Regions from separate parts of the Mus musculus genome. Here region 2 is linked to region 1. Evidence: chromatin contacts called from public promoter capture Hi-C data. All regions are on one chromosome and are shown on one strand. The core of a region is the stretch at or near the end of the contact, and the rest is flanking DNA. Distances in the headings are between cores, read along the strand shown. Region 1 holds the start of Plin2 (perilipin 2). Region 2 holds the start of Acer2 (alkaline ceramidase 2).

The links. Capture Hi-C pulls out chosen DNA fragments and counts their contacts.
Region 2: a promoter capture Hi-C map of liver shows a contact between it and region 1. The contact joins the promoter of Acer2 here to the promoter of Plin2 in region 1. A contact is called at or near these places in 5 of 39 promoter capture datasets (the HPC-7 cell line, erythroid cells, liver and 2 more), 1 of 484 Hi-C or Micro-C datasets (B cells), 3 of 115 datasets of contacts at active chromatin or transcription factors (effector CD8 T cells, memory CD8 T cells and pancreatic cancer cells) and 2 of 9 other capture datasets (adipose tissue and liver).

Annotation. Positions count from the first base shown.
Region 1 is chr4:86,664,729-86,671,667 of GRCm38.p6, forward strand. Plin2 (perilipin 2) reads right to left here and starts at 5,331. Exons shown (of 8, transcript NM_007408.3): 1 at 5,217-5,331; 2 at 3,922-3,977; 3 at 3,639-3,834. The coding sequence starts at 3,951.
Region 2 is chr4:86,868,817-86,876,192 of GRCm38.p6, forward strand. Acer2 (alkaline ceramidase 2) reads left to right here and starts at 5,598. Exons shown (of 6, transcript NM_139306.3): 1 at 5,598-5,780. The coding sequence starts at 5,673.

The DNA of each region.
Region 1 (6,939 bases), core at 4,081-6,580:
GAGGTTGTGTGGGAAAAGCAGCTAAGGGAGAAGGCCTCGGTGCTAGTGACAGGCAGGGTGAGGCAAGCGTCTTCTGAAGCGTCACTCAGGAAATAAAGCTACCCACGCTGGGTTAATTCCTATTTATCTCAGTACATAGAGATACATGCTGGGGTCTCACCAGTGACAGGAGCACCCTGGATCTTCCTAACAAGGCCTAGGTTTGTTTCAGTCCAAGCTTCCCCCTTAAAGATAACGGGTCAAGAATCCACACCAAATTCATTAGGGAGTTCGAAGTGTTGGGATAGCTGTTTCTTAAGTGGTCCTTATAATCCTAGACCATAATTTACCCTTTGGGGGTGGGGGGAATGATGCAAATGTTTGTTTAAAGCAGTTCATTTATGTTTTTGGAGAGATTTGGAGAGTCTAGTAGTTCCTCTAAAATTGAAGAAAAACATTTGAATGTGTACGGTTGGGTGTTTTGCTTGCATGTATGTCTGTGTACCAAGTGTACAAGCCTGGTGTCTGTGGGAGACCAAAGAAGCCATTGGGTCCCCTGGAGTTGGAGTTACAGATAGTTGTAAGGACCATGTGGGTGGTGGCAATCTCACCCAGGTTATTTGGAAGAGCAGCCAGTGCTCTTAACCCTCCGTCACCTCTCTCCAATCCCAAGTCCCTCTGAAATTTAAATGCAGTTATTAAAGACCCAGCAGTTCTACTCCTAAGTACATACGAAGGAGACTGAAAATACTACGCCCAAAACTTGGGGTGAACATACATATGTCCACAGAAGCACCATTCATCTTCCTAAGGTAGACACTACCTAAATGTCCATCAGTTGATGAACCGATCAATTGTTGGGGCTGGAGAGACAGCTTGGTGGTTAAAAGTGTCTCAAGCACAAAAGCTTGAGAACCAGTGAGAACCAGCATTCAGAGCCCCAGAATCCACATAATGTGGACTACAAGTCCTCTGTTACCATGGCCTCTGCTTTAACTGAACATCTGAGGAGCAGCCTGGCTAGCCTGAGGAGCCATGGCAGTGAGCTCTGGTGTTTGATTGCGAGATTCTGCCTCAAAGGGTGATTCAGGGAGGTTCCTGGCATCAATCCAACACCTCCACATGCCTACACACAGAGAAACTCACAGACACACACATACACACACACAGTGGGAGGCGCACTGTCTAGCTAGTTTTTATGTCAACTTAACACAGCTAGAGACATCAGACAGGCGGGAATCTCAACAGAGAAACTGTCTCCAAAAGATAGCACAAACCAGGAGGCATTTTCTTAATTAGTGATTGATGAGGGAGTGTCCAGCCCAATATGGGTAGGGCCACCCCTGACGTGGTCCTGGGTTCTATAAGCAAGCCGAGCAAGCCATGAGAATCAAGCCAGTTAAGCAGCACTCTCCCATGGCCTCAGAGTCAGCTTCTGCCTCCAGGTTCCTACCAGTTTGAGTTCCTGTCTTGGCTTCCCTTAATGGACTATGTATGATTCAGAATATGTAAGCCAAATAAAGCTTTTGCTCCTCCAATTGCTTTTGGATTTATGATGTCTCATCACAGCAATAGTAGCCCTAAGACAAATATGTTCTACCCACACTATGTGATATTATTCCTCCATAAAAAGGAATTAAATACAGATATAACATGAGCATCTGTGTGGCTATGAAGTACATACAATGCTGTGTCACGGAGAAATCCTGAAAACCTCTATGCTAAGTAAAAGAAGCCTGTTGCAGAAGATCTTATTTTATGACTCTGATTGTACCAAAGGCCAGAAATTATCTTATATAAAAATAGGTTAAAGAGCAACCTGAGGGGATGGAAGGAAGTGGGCCTGACTACTCCTGAAAACGAGCTTGTTCTCACTGTTTGCAGTTCTGGGGATTGAATCCAGGGTCTCATACATGCCAGGAAAGCACCCTTCCAGTGAGGTATAGCCATTTTTAACATAAGTAGATTAACTGTACAATGCGTTTTCTTATCTCAATAATGTTAATATTAAAAATTAAAAGTTTTGAGGGGGTTGAGAGGGGGAACAAAAGAAAAATAAAATTAAATTAAAAGTTTTAGGCTGATGATGTAGATCAGCAAAGTTCTATCCCCAGTACTGTATAAGCCAGGCACGTTGGCTTAGGTCTGTAATCCTAGCCATTTGAGAGGCTAAGCCAGGGGGATATCCCTGAGGACAAAGTTACATAGTGAGTTTGCGGGTCAGGCCAGCATGAGCTACAATGCGCAACCTTGTCTCAAAAAGAAAAGTTTGGGGGCTGGAGAGATGGCTCAGTGGTTAAGAGCACTGACTGCTCTTCCGAAGGGCCTGAGTTCAATTCCCAGCAACCACATGGTGGCTCACAACCATCTGTAATGAGATCTGACTCCCACTTCTTGAGTGTCTGAAGACAGCTACAGTATGCTCCTTGTCTTAGTCAGGGTTTCTATTCCTGCACAAAAATCATGACCAAGAAACAAGTTGGGGAGGAAAGGGTTTATTCGGCTTACACATCCATACTGCTGTTCATCACCAAGGAAGCCAGGACTGGAACTCAAGCGGGTCAGGAAGCAGGAGCTGATGCAGAGGCCATGGAGGGATGTTCCTTACTGGCTTGCTTCCCCTGGCTTGCTCAGCCTGCTCTCTTATAGAACCCAAGACTATCAGCCCAGAGATGGTCCCACCCACAAGGGGCCTTTCACCCTTGATCACTAATTGAGAAAATGCCTTAGAGTTGGATCTCATGGAGGCATTTCCTCAACTGAAGCTCCTTTCTCTGTGATAACCCCAGCTGTGTCAAGTTGACACAAAACTAGCCAGTACACTCCTATAATAAATAATTAAATCTAAAAAAGAAAAAAGAAAAAAAAGAAAAGTTTGGGCGGGGAGCTAATTCAGTGGTAAGGGAGCTCAATACCCAGCCTGAGGACCTGAATTAGATCTGGTATTCTCTGAGCATTGGCACGGCATGCATCTACACACAAATGCATACACACATGCAGACACAAAATGTAAACACAAATGTAATCAAATTTTGTTTTTTCAATCTGCACACGCTGTATGAGAAAGCTAACTCAGGAAACCCCCTTGGATGATGCCTTTGTAATTTCAGTTATTAACACAAAAGTGTTTTGGAAATTTACTTTTTCTTTTCTTTTTGGTTTGTTGTCTTGTCTTGAGACACGTTCTCACTATATAGCTCTGACTAGCCTGGATTTTGTTAGGTAGACTAAAGTGGGCTTGAACACAAAGATCTGCCTGCCTAATTGGACTAACGGCACACACCCTCGAGTATAGGGTTGTTGTTGTTGTTTGTTTGTTTGTTTGTTTGTTTTTCCTTTTTGAGACACTGTCTCATACAGCCCAGGCAGCCTGCAGTTCACTATGTAGCCATGGTCTGCCTTCAACTGACACCTCTTCACCTCCCTTCAAAGTGCTGGGGTGTGAGCACCACGCCTGGCTGGGAAGTTTCTATTAGAGTAATAAGAGTGAGCACCGGTATGGCTGTGAAGAGCCCATCCGTGTGAAGGAAGGTCAGCAGACAGTTTCTGGGTAGAGGAGGGATTGTGCTTCAGGAAGGCCTGGGGGATCCCTGGTGTGACTTAGCACTCACCCTACCCAGTCCCTTGGGCTCAGTGTTGACCGCAGAATCTAGACTCACTTTGTGGCTCCAGCTTCTGGATGATGGGCAGGGCACTTGTCATGGCCGCAGAGGTCACGGTCTTCACGCCCTTCTCGGCCATCTCACACACGGATCTCAAATACGGGTACTGATCCTTTGTACTGACATAAGCGGAGGACACAAGGTCGTAGGTAGAGCTCACCAAGGGCAGGTTGGCCACTCTCATCACCACGCTCTGCAAACACGGAGGAGTGGATAGTAATGACTCAAATCACAAGAAAGGAAAAAGGACCAAGAAACGAATACTTAAAAAAAATCATACCTGTTGCGGATCCACTACTGCTGCTGCCATTTTTTCCTCCTGGAGAAAAGAGACGCCTGGAGAGAAAAGAAACTGGTTTCAGAACATTGAGGACCAATTCCTGTCCCAACCTAGGCAGGCCCACAATTCCAGCATAGACAGTTTCAGTTCCCCAACCCCACCCCTCTAGTTCAGAGCCCTTTTCAAGGCCAACAACCTGACTGGAGGCTCCAGGGCTGTTTACACACTTTCAATAGGAAAGAGTAGTCATTGTCCTGTCTCTTAAATGGGACACTAGAAATGCCTCTGAAATGCCTGTTCTCAAAAATGCTAACCCAAAAGGCAGAAAATTCCATTTAAACAGAAGACATCTTAGATTCCCCCAAACACCTGCCCTTAATTAGTTAATGGATTTATTTCTGTAGGCTTTCTGAGACAGTATTTCTCTTTGTAACAGTCCTGGCTAGCCAGGTTGGCCTGGAACTCACCAGACCTACCTGCCTTTGCCTCCCAAGTGCTAGAATTAAAGATGGCCCTTGCTATACTTAGTCTCTGCCTGTCTAAAGCCCAGGCTGACTCTCTCTACTCTACTTCACTAGTGTTGGTATTAGGTACAGGCCACCATGCCGGGCTCTCAGCATCAGGACTATCAAACTGATACTTGAGGGTGTTTACCACTCTTGTGAACAAGATTGAAACCAGCAGTGGCTGCCTTAATGCTGACTGAGCTCAAGAAAGTCACTCCAGGGAACTGTAAAATCTCCTATCCCCAGTGACCCACACCCACATGAAACTGCCTTCTGCCCAGCAACAGAACCTGTCTAGACTGCTCTGCCTCCAATCCAAAGTCCCAGTTCCTTAGGAAGAACTGTCCAGAAAGCAGAAGCTTCGAGCAGTATCTATACCAAGGAGCAGCCCATAAAATATCTCCTTCCGTTTTCCAAGGGTGAGGTGGGGCTGAGGCAGAGGAGGAGCAAGAGTTTCAGCCCAGCTTGGACCATAGAGAGCCTGCGGGCAGCCAGTGCTGCCTAGTGGGACACTAAAGGAAACCCAGACAATTCTCACTATGCACCTTATAAGTTCTTCTGTGAGGTGTTTCCATTTAAATAAAACCTCGACCGGACAAATGCAAGTTGCTCTACCACAGAAGGACGTGCAAACAGAAAGGAAAACTCTAGAACAAAAGCGAGAGCTTTCCCAACCAGCCCGGGGCTGCTCCCTCCCCCCTCCTCCCCCACCGACCCATTGCTGCAGTTCCGAGCCCAGTGCAGGCAGAGCAGCAGCGGCCTGAGGGCCAGATCTGGTGCAGGACCTACCTAACAGGAGAGCTGAGGGACGAGCAAGTCCGCACGGTCCAGATCACCACACAGCAAAGCGGCCAGAACGACTGTTAAAATATCGCTTGACTGCCCCGCCCAAGCCTCCGAGCCACGTGATAGCCCAGCTGCCTGGGGCCGCTGAACCCTGTGCTGGGCTGGACTGGGACTCTGGGGCCACTCATTGGGGATGAGGGCGTGGGAACCCCAACCTGGTGCCACAATATCGGGGGCCTCCTTGGTTTCCTGAGCCCAGTGCCCTGAGATCCCAGATCAGTACAAGAAGAGCAGGAGCCAGCCGGGGCGAGGCCTTCTGCTGTCTGACTTAGGTCAGGGGTCCTGAAAGCTGCATTGCAAAGATGCAGGGCGTCTTGGGGTTTTGGAAAATGCAGACAAATTAACCAGAGTCTTCAGAAAAGACCACTTCAAAACTGGAAGTTCGGGTTCTAACCTTTTACTTTAAGTCAAGAAAGTTACAAAGATGTGTGGAATTCCAACACGTTAATGACCTGTAGGGACTTCTGGTTTACTGCTCTATGGATGTAAACAATTCATCCATGGGATGTGGCGGCTCTGGTCTGTAATCCCCAGCCAGCACTAGGGAAATTGCGGCAGGAGGATTGTTGTGAGTTCTAGGCCAGAAAAAATACCGTTCTCAAAGAGAGACAACTTATCAAAAGCTTCTAATTAAAAGGTTGATCTGAATTTCCACAAGCAAAGCTTGAGCCTCTCTTCTGTGTTTTCTTTAGTAAAACAATTCCAAATTGCTCCTTAGTGATATCAGCCAACAACTAAGGAAGATGGCCAACTTTATCGTGACTTATGCAATATTTTTAAGTGGTCTGAATCATTTTTTAATCCTTGTCGAGAGGGCAGGGACGTGAACTGGGTTATTTGATCTTGAAAGTTGTACAGCCATCTGGAGTCATAAGGGTTCAGGGAATTTCTTTCCTGGAAAAAGATACAGGTGCAGGCCTTCTAGTTCCTTGCAAGGGAAACTAGAAGGAACAGTTGAAGATAGGAAGGAAGCTCTTGTGCCCTAGCTACATAGATCCCCTGTCACCAGAATATGTAATAAGAGCAACAGCAACAGTGCTGGGCCCTACTAACCGGGGCTTGTGGAAGGTGCCTTTGGAGCTATGGAATTTGAACTCTGGGCAGCACTCACCTCCACGTCAATCATTTCCCCAAAGTTGCATACACACAAGCGCTGCTTACTTTTTCAAAGGTCCAAAGAGCCAAACTGGCTTCATTAATATGTGTGCCTGAATCAATCCATTGCAGGCACTGGAAGACACCACCGTATAATTATAAAGGAAAAAGAAAAAGAAGAAATGTCTGGAAGTCCAAAGATGCTCTGGATGTTTTTATTAAAGATTGTGTTTTACATGCGTATGCATGTATGTATGTATGTATGTATGTATGTATGTATGTATGCCACATCTGTGCAGATGTCATCTGAGACCTTTTAGAAAAGGACATTGGATTGCTAGGAGCTGAAGTTTAGCTGATTGTGAGCCAAAGCACTCAGGAGACTGAGACAGGAGGATTACAGGTTTGAGACTAGGTTGAGCTACATAGTGAATACCAAACCAGGCAGGCTACACAGCAAGACACTGACCCCACCAAACCAAACCAAACCAAACCACCCCACAATTCTCCTTCTGATAGTGATGATGATGTAAAAATGAGAACAATCAACTACATCCTTTTTTTAAATTTA
Region 2 (7,376 bases), core at 4,348-6,847, 200 kb after region 1:
TACCACTGAGTTACAACCAGCCCTCTCCCTCATCTCTGAGTCTAGACTCTCAAATTGAAAGCAAGGAGGAAGATATCGTAGTGCACACTGTAACCCTGCCACTCATAAGGCAGAGGCAAGGGGATCATGATCAAGTTATAGGTTTCATTGTGACATTTTCAACATATATGTTTTAATTATTTCTCTTGTTGTTGCATCCAAATATCTGACAAAGGGTTATGCCAAGGAGAACAGGCTTATTTTAGTTCAAAGATCTTAGAAGCATAGTCCATCACAGAGGGAAGACATGGCAAGATGGTCATGTCATGTCAATGTCAGTGGGAAAGCTATGAGAGGCGAAGGCCGGTGCTCACCTAGGCGTCATCCCCTTTGTCCAGCCTGGGACCAGCCCAACCGAGTGAAACTGTACCCTTTTTACACACTTCTTGAACATGGCCAAGAGTGGACTGGGGGACCTCCAGTGTATTTGCAGTGGGCACTAAACAATCTGAAACATTCCCAACTGTGGCTGCTGCTTGGCTTATCCTGAGAAGGAATCAGCAGCCTATACCAGGCAGGCAGAGGCGAACTCTGGCCAAACAGGGAAATGCAAAGAATGTCATCCCTAATCAGGCACTTCTTGCTCCATTGGCTCAGGTGCTTACAGTTTTTGCTCTTCCCAGTAAAGATTCTGTGGTTTGATAAATTCTACCCGTGGGACAAGCTGAGCTGGACAGTCCCCATTAGACATTGGCTTAGGTAAATACTGTTGCACACTAAGTAAAAATGCAAGATACCATGGGTGTGTTTGGCTTATTTGCATGGTGGCATCTCCAGAACCTGGGTTCATAGCTCTGGATCAGTGATTCATATTTAGACCAAAGGTAATGTAATGGCCATTCCTGTTTGTCAATCTGACTGTATCGGGAATGAACTACAGTCAGAATTGGAGGGCTCACCTGTGATCCAGATCTTGAGGCTGGAAGACACACGTTTCTGAAATGGATCTTGACATGGAGATCTTGAGGCATAGTGGCCATGAAAAGCTTAGGCCCAGGCAAGGTGGTACAGGCCTTTAATCCCAGGAGACTAAAGGCAAGGAAGTCTCTGAGTTCAAGGTCAGCCTGGGACAAAACACCTTTACTTTGGGCCATACCTTCTGCTGGAGACCTACATTAAGGACACAAGGAGAAGGAAGATTCACTCTTCTCACCTGCTTGCATTCACTTGCCAGCACATCTGTTGTAATCTACTTCTACAAAAGACCAGCTGAAACAACTAGCCTTGTGGAACTGAGATTCTTGGACTTCCCATCCACAGCTGCCTATTGTTGGGTTAGTTGGACTAAAGATTATGCCATCACAACAAATTTCCTTAATATATAGACACTACCTATAGATTCTGTGACTCTAGAGAACCCTGACTAAAACAGAAGTTGGTACCAGGGTTTGGGGTATTGTTGTGATAGCCCTGACCATGCTTTTGTTTGGAAGAATATTTGGGGACTTTGGATTTGGAAAGTGAGTATTCTGTTAGCAGCCTTCAGATGTAGAACTCTCAGCTCCTCTTGCATCATGCCTGCCTGGATGCTGACATATTCCTGACTTGATAATAATGGGCTGAACTTCTGAACTTGTAAGCCAGTTCCAATTAATTGCTGTCCTTATAACAGTTGCCTCGGTCATGGTGTCTTATTCACAGCAGTAAAACTCTAAGACAGCAAACTCACCATAGAACTGAGAGCCAGGCTTTGTTCCTGTTGCTACACCCCCCCAACACACACACACACACACACACACACACACACACACACACACACACACACACAGTGAGAGAGAGAGAGAGAGAGAGAGAGAGAGAGAGCTTATAAGATTGAGTGTGAAACCATTGATTGCCGAAGCACCACAGTATTAGTAGAGCGCAACCTTAGATTAGAATCACTTACCTGACAATAGCTACTGATATTAAATGAGATCATTATAGTCATTGGGAAAGTGTTTTGATCGGAAAACAAAATGTAATAATCATTAGCAGACCCACACGGGTGTCACTGGAGAACTCTCTAACTTCAGTGTTCTCTGCAACTCATCCACAGCCAGTGACTCACACAGCATGTATGTAATAAGAAGGCGTTAAGAAGATGAAAGCATTAAGGCAGAAAATGCTGGGCTGGTATATTGATGACTTCAAGCTGAAATCACTCGAGGCTCTGTACTTTCATAAAGAGCCAGTCAGCCTTTCCCCTATATGTAGCAAGTCGTAAGAACTCTTTGAGGGATAGCTAGAAATGTAGAAGGGAGTGTGTCTAATATGCTTGAAGTCCTAGATTCTATCCCCAGCACGAAAGAAAGAAAGAAAGAAAGAAAGGAAGAAAGAAAGAAAAAGAAAGAAAGAAAGAAAGAAAGAAAGAAAGAAAGAAAGAAAGAAAGAAAGAAAGAAAAACAAAAAACAAGTAAAGGAGTTTTGGTGGGAGAAGGCTGTCCTATGTATGCCAACACTAGAAAATCCCTTAGAGCACTGAGTCTGGTGATGTGAACTCAAAGAAACTCTTTGCATAAGCTCCATCTTCTATTAGCACCTCCACCCTTCTGTCTCATACTTCTCTTAGTAGCAGCCCCTAGAGCAGTGGTCCCCAACCTTCCTAATGCTGTGACGTTTAATACAGTTCCTTATATTGTGGCAATCCCCAACCATAAAATTATTGTCATTGCTACATCATAACTATACTTTTGCTATGGGTATGAGTCTCCATGTAAATATCTGATATGCAGATGGTCTTAGGTGACCTCTGTGGAAGGGTCCTTAACTCTCAAAGGGTTGCAACCCACAGGTTGAGAATCGCAGCCCTAGATTCAATGTCCACTCCCTACATAAAGTTATTGCTCTTGGGCTGGGCATGGTGGCTTATGCCTTCAATTCCAGTACTGGAGGCAGATCACTGTAAGTTTAAGGACACCAGACCTTGTTGTTTTTTTTTTTTAATATTGTTACTCTAGTTTAATACAAAAATATCATTCTTTGAGCATTTCTTCAGGCTTCACCCTTGTGAAGACTCCTAGGCACATGTGAAATTAACAAAACTTTTATGTTTTTCTCTTGTCAACCAATCAGTTTTGTATTGATTGGAATCCTAAATCTAGCCAGAGACCCTACATAAGAACCAAGAAGATAAAAGAGCTTATTCTCTCTGACAGTGAAGGACTTTGATTTAAAACCTGAATTGTTTCTGACAATATGTGCTCCAGTAGAGTGCTGGAGAGATGACTCAGTGGTTAAAAGCACTGGCTGCTCTTCCAAAGGATTTAGGTTCAATTCCCAGCACCCACATGGCAGTTCATAACCATCTATAACTCCAGCTCCAGGGTCCCAATGCCCTCTTCTGGTCTCTATGGCTACTGCACACATGTAGTGAACAGGCAAACATGTAGGCAAACAAAACACCCATACACATAAAAATAAACAAAAAATTAAAAATATTGAGGACACTAGGGGCTGGAAAGAGATGAATCAGTGGTAAAGAGTTGCTGCCAGGCAATTGGGAAGAGCAGAATTCAGATCCCAGAACTCATGTAAGACACTGCTACATGTACAGTCATGCATCGGTGCATGGCTGTAACCCAGCTCCAAGGAGAACTGAAGCAGGATCAGTCCCGGGGTTCACTGGCTGCCAGCCTAGTTGAGGAAATGCAGACTCAAAGTTCAGGAAGAATCCTTGTCTAAAAGGTAAAGGCAGAGAGTGAGAGAGGCTATACCTGGCAGCTGCTTTTAGACTCTCTCTGCATGAATAGACTTGTATAGCATTCTCTATGAGTACCGCGCACACTCATACAGACACCTTTCCACAGGACTCAGTCTTTTTAAAAAGTACTGAGGACCCTGAATACCCTTTATTTATATGGGTCTATCATCAACATTTTTACAATACTAGGAATTTAAACTGGCATATCTAATGCCTATGAATGTGTAAATTCTATTAGGTGTCATATATCACACTGCAGCCTTTGGAATGCTACAATACACACTGATGAGAGAGAGGGAGAGGGAGAGGGAGAGGGAGAGGGAGAGGGAGAGGGAGAGGGAGAGGGAGAGGGAGAGGGAGAGGGAGAGGGAGAGAGAGAGACAGAGAGAGAGAGAGAGAACCTGGATGTGATGGTATGTGCCTATAAATTCTAACACTTTGGGGGCCAGCCTGGCTTGCATGAAACCCTGTTTCAAAAAAAAATCAAAAATAAAAATGTTGCAAATGATAAATAATGTTACAGTACTAACAAGAAACATTTTGATCACGTGGACCACAAATTCAGAAAATTGCCATACACAGTAACTGTTTTATATCATATTGGATAGATAGATAATGGATAGTTTTTCTTTCCAGGATTACAAGCTTGTGCCACTACACCCAGCTTATTTTTGCCTAAGCTATCGGGAGGAGAAAAATATGATCACATGAGAAAGCAGTTCTGCTGGACCAGCTGGTGTTGAATATACAACAGTGGGGGAGCCATTACTGTGCAGGGAGCCCTTATAGTGCATTTTTCGTTTGTGGCTCTGGCCTGCTCACTCCTGCTAGCCTGTAACTGACCCTAGAAGGAGGTCACAGTCTATGTTCTTCTTCTTGGGTTCCAGAAGACCTTCAGTAGAACCGGCTCTAGAGAAGGGAGAGGGGACAGAAGGTGGGATAATGAGGTCACAGGAGTGGTTTGGCCTGTAAGGAATAAAGCTGGATTTCGTAAACAGGAGGTGGAGACTGGCAGCTTCTGCCAGCCGTGGAGACAATGGCTGTGTGGGTGTCTGAGGAAGAGAAAGGTAGAAAGGTTAACAGAACCCGCTACCCAGGATGCCACCGGGGACACCTAATGAGTGACATATGAACGAACACTCTCTCAACAGTGCCCAGCTCATAATACTATATGTACTATATACAACTATGTATGTATTACGTTCTGTACTTGTGTGTTCTTACCTGCATCTTCTGTGGGTTGGGATGGCCGAAGGTTTCCCCAAGTCTTATGTTACCCATAAATGACTAAACATTCAGTACTACAGAAATGCTCTCCTGGTGTGGGTGGCCCAGGATGCTTGGCAGGGTCCAGAGAACCTGTTGCTACAGCCTTGAGAATCTTTTTATCCTAGCCAGCAACGAATTGGGTCTGGTAAAGCTGTTCTGCCTTCAAGAGGAACAAGAATATTCCTTAGGCGTGAGAATTGGTGTCCCTAGTGCAGTGAAGAAAATTGCTGCGAACTACCCCGGAGTCCAAAGAGGTCCGGGTCTCTGTGCGTTTTTCCGTACTTTACATTTTTACAAAGGGTAGGGGCCGTTTTGGCGTTCTTTACACAACCTGGACGCACGCGGACAAGAGCGACTCCGAAGACCTTTGCCACCAACCACGGTGGAACCGGAGAGTCCCGACTTCCACCCCAGCCCCGGTCCTACCCTTGGGGGTTCCCCAAGCCTGTCAGGTCCCGCCCCGGGTGGGCGTGGCCGCCGTGCTCCGGGACTCCGGGGGGCGGGGCTGGGGCGTGAGTGTCCCGGCGGTGGCAGGCGGGCACAGCCCGGCTTGGGAGGGCCGCGGGGAGGCGCCGTATCCGGAGGCTGTCCCGCACCGCATAAAGCCACAGACGCACAGTGTGCCTCGCAGCCGCTCGGGCCGGTCGCCGCTGCAGAGAAGCTGCTCCGATGCTCCAGAGCGGCCATGGGCGCCCCGCACTGGTGGGACCACCTGCGGGCTGGCAGTTCGGAGGTGGATTGGTGCGAGGACAACTACACTATCGTGCCTGCCATTGCCGAGTTCTACAACACGGTGCGGGACGCGGGGAGCGGCGGGGCAGGTGGGCGGAGGGAGGGAGCTATCCCCGTGTCTGTGGCGCCTGGAAGCAACCGTGGACGTCCGTGGCAGATTCACTCCACGCCCCCTTCTCCGGGCGCTTCTTCCAGCTCCATTTCTGCACTCCTCTCCGGTCCCTTTCCAGAGCTCCTCCAGCTCTTCCTGTCATTTTCTTCTTTATGGCTCTATTGTCTTGTTTGGCTCCTGTGCTCCGGGATCCAAGGGTCCGCATCAACCCATTTTTTCCAGTTTGGGTCATTTAGGGACGTGAGCTCACAGGGGCAGCTCCCTTTTTTCTGCCTAGGATCTTTGTGGCGTGACGCACCTGGGTCTCATTGTGCGTTTTTTTTTTTTTTTTTTTTTTTTTTTCCTCTGAGTACCTGTTTTGGGCTCCCTAGGAAAGGGGAGCCCTGGACATGTCCAGGGCTGGGTCCACTCTCACAAATCGGCAAGTCCTTTTCACTAAACTATGACAATGTTGATCTAATTATTTTCGTCCAGAATCAAGTAACTTCCTATGAGTTCTTTTTCTTGTTGCTTTTAGAGTCCAGTTTTGAGCCAGCTCCTAGTGGTGACTGTGAAGTCTAGGAGTGATAGCTGTGGGTTTTCTGGACTTGCCTAGGTCCCTAGATATGGACAAGCAGAAATTTACAGAATTCCTGGGATTTTGTTCTTTGCGAGAGGGAAGGATTGTCCCTAGGAGAGGAAATGTTTCTGCTTTTTCCCCCTGAACCCATCCATCCCTCAGGACTCTGGTATCCAATGTGACTTTGCATGGTCATTTTTCTGGCTTATCTTTTTTTGCTGTTCAAACAGAGAAAACAGGAACTCTTTGAGTCATTGTGAGTTTGAGATTGCTATTTAGGATTTTTTTTTTCCCCTTTCGGATTTCTGGAAAGAATGTTCTCAGCAAGAATCAAGCATTATTGCCTGGATAGACCCCTAGTCCCTTTTATGCCCCTGTCCTTTACTTTTGATCCCCCAACTCCCGTTTTTGTTCGTATTACTAGGCTATTGAGCAGTGAGCTGTCATGCCCATGTGCTGCTATGTCTGCGACTGACCCAGAATTCTCCACCGTGCCTTATCCAGGGCTTTTCCTCCACACCCACTTCTTAGTTGCTCAATGAAACCAGACCTTTGACATTCAGAGACATAGGGAAAGATCTAGTTAGTGAAAGTGGCCACATGTTCCCTATTATCCAACCTGGTGGGGTATTTATGATGCTCTCTACATAGACAGGCACCATCAGAAGAGGCCGGAGCAGGGCAGCTGGGGTAGCTGAGAAGATCCACCAGCAGTATCAAGTGGAGAACCGCTGAGAAACGCTAAAGGTTTCACTAGAGTCAAGGAATGACAGGCTGGATCATTCACCCCCTGGCACTCTCCTGTGGAGTGTGAGAGCTCTCAGCCAGGGTTAGCCCCAGTCATAAAGTCCCCCAAAGCTCATGCATAGTTGCTCTGAGCCAGCCTTGAAAAGCCCCCAGGGAGAATATTCTTTCCCTTTCCTTCTTCCCTCATCCTCGTTCCCCTCCCTTCTACCGCCTCCTCTTAACTTTTCTCTTTCTGACAA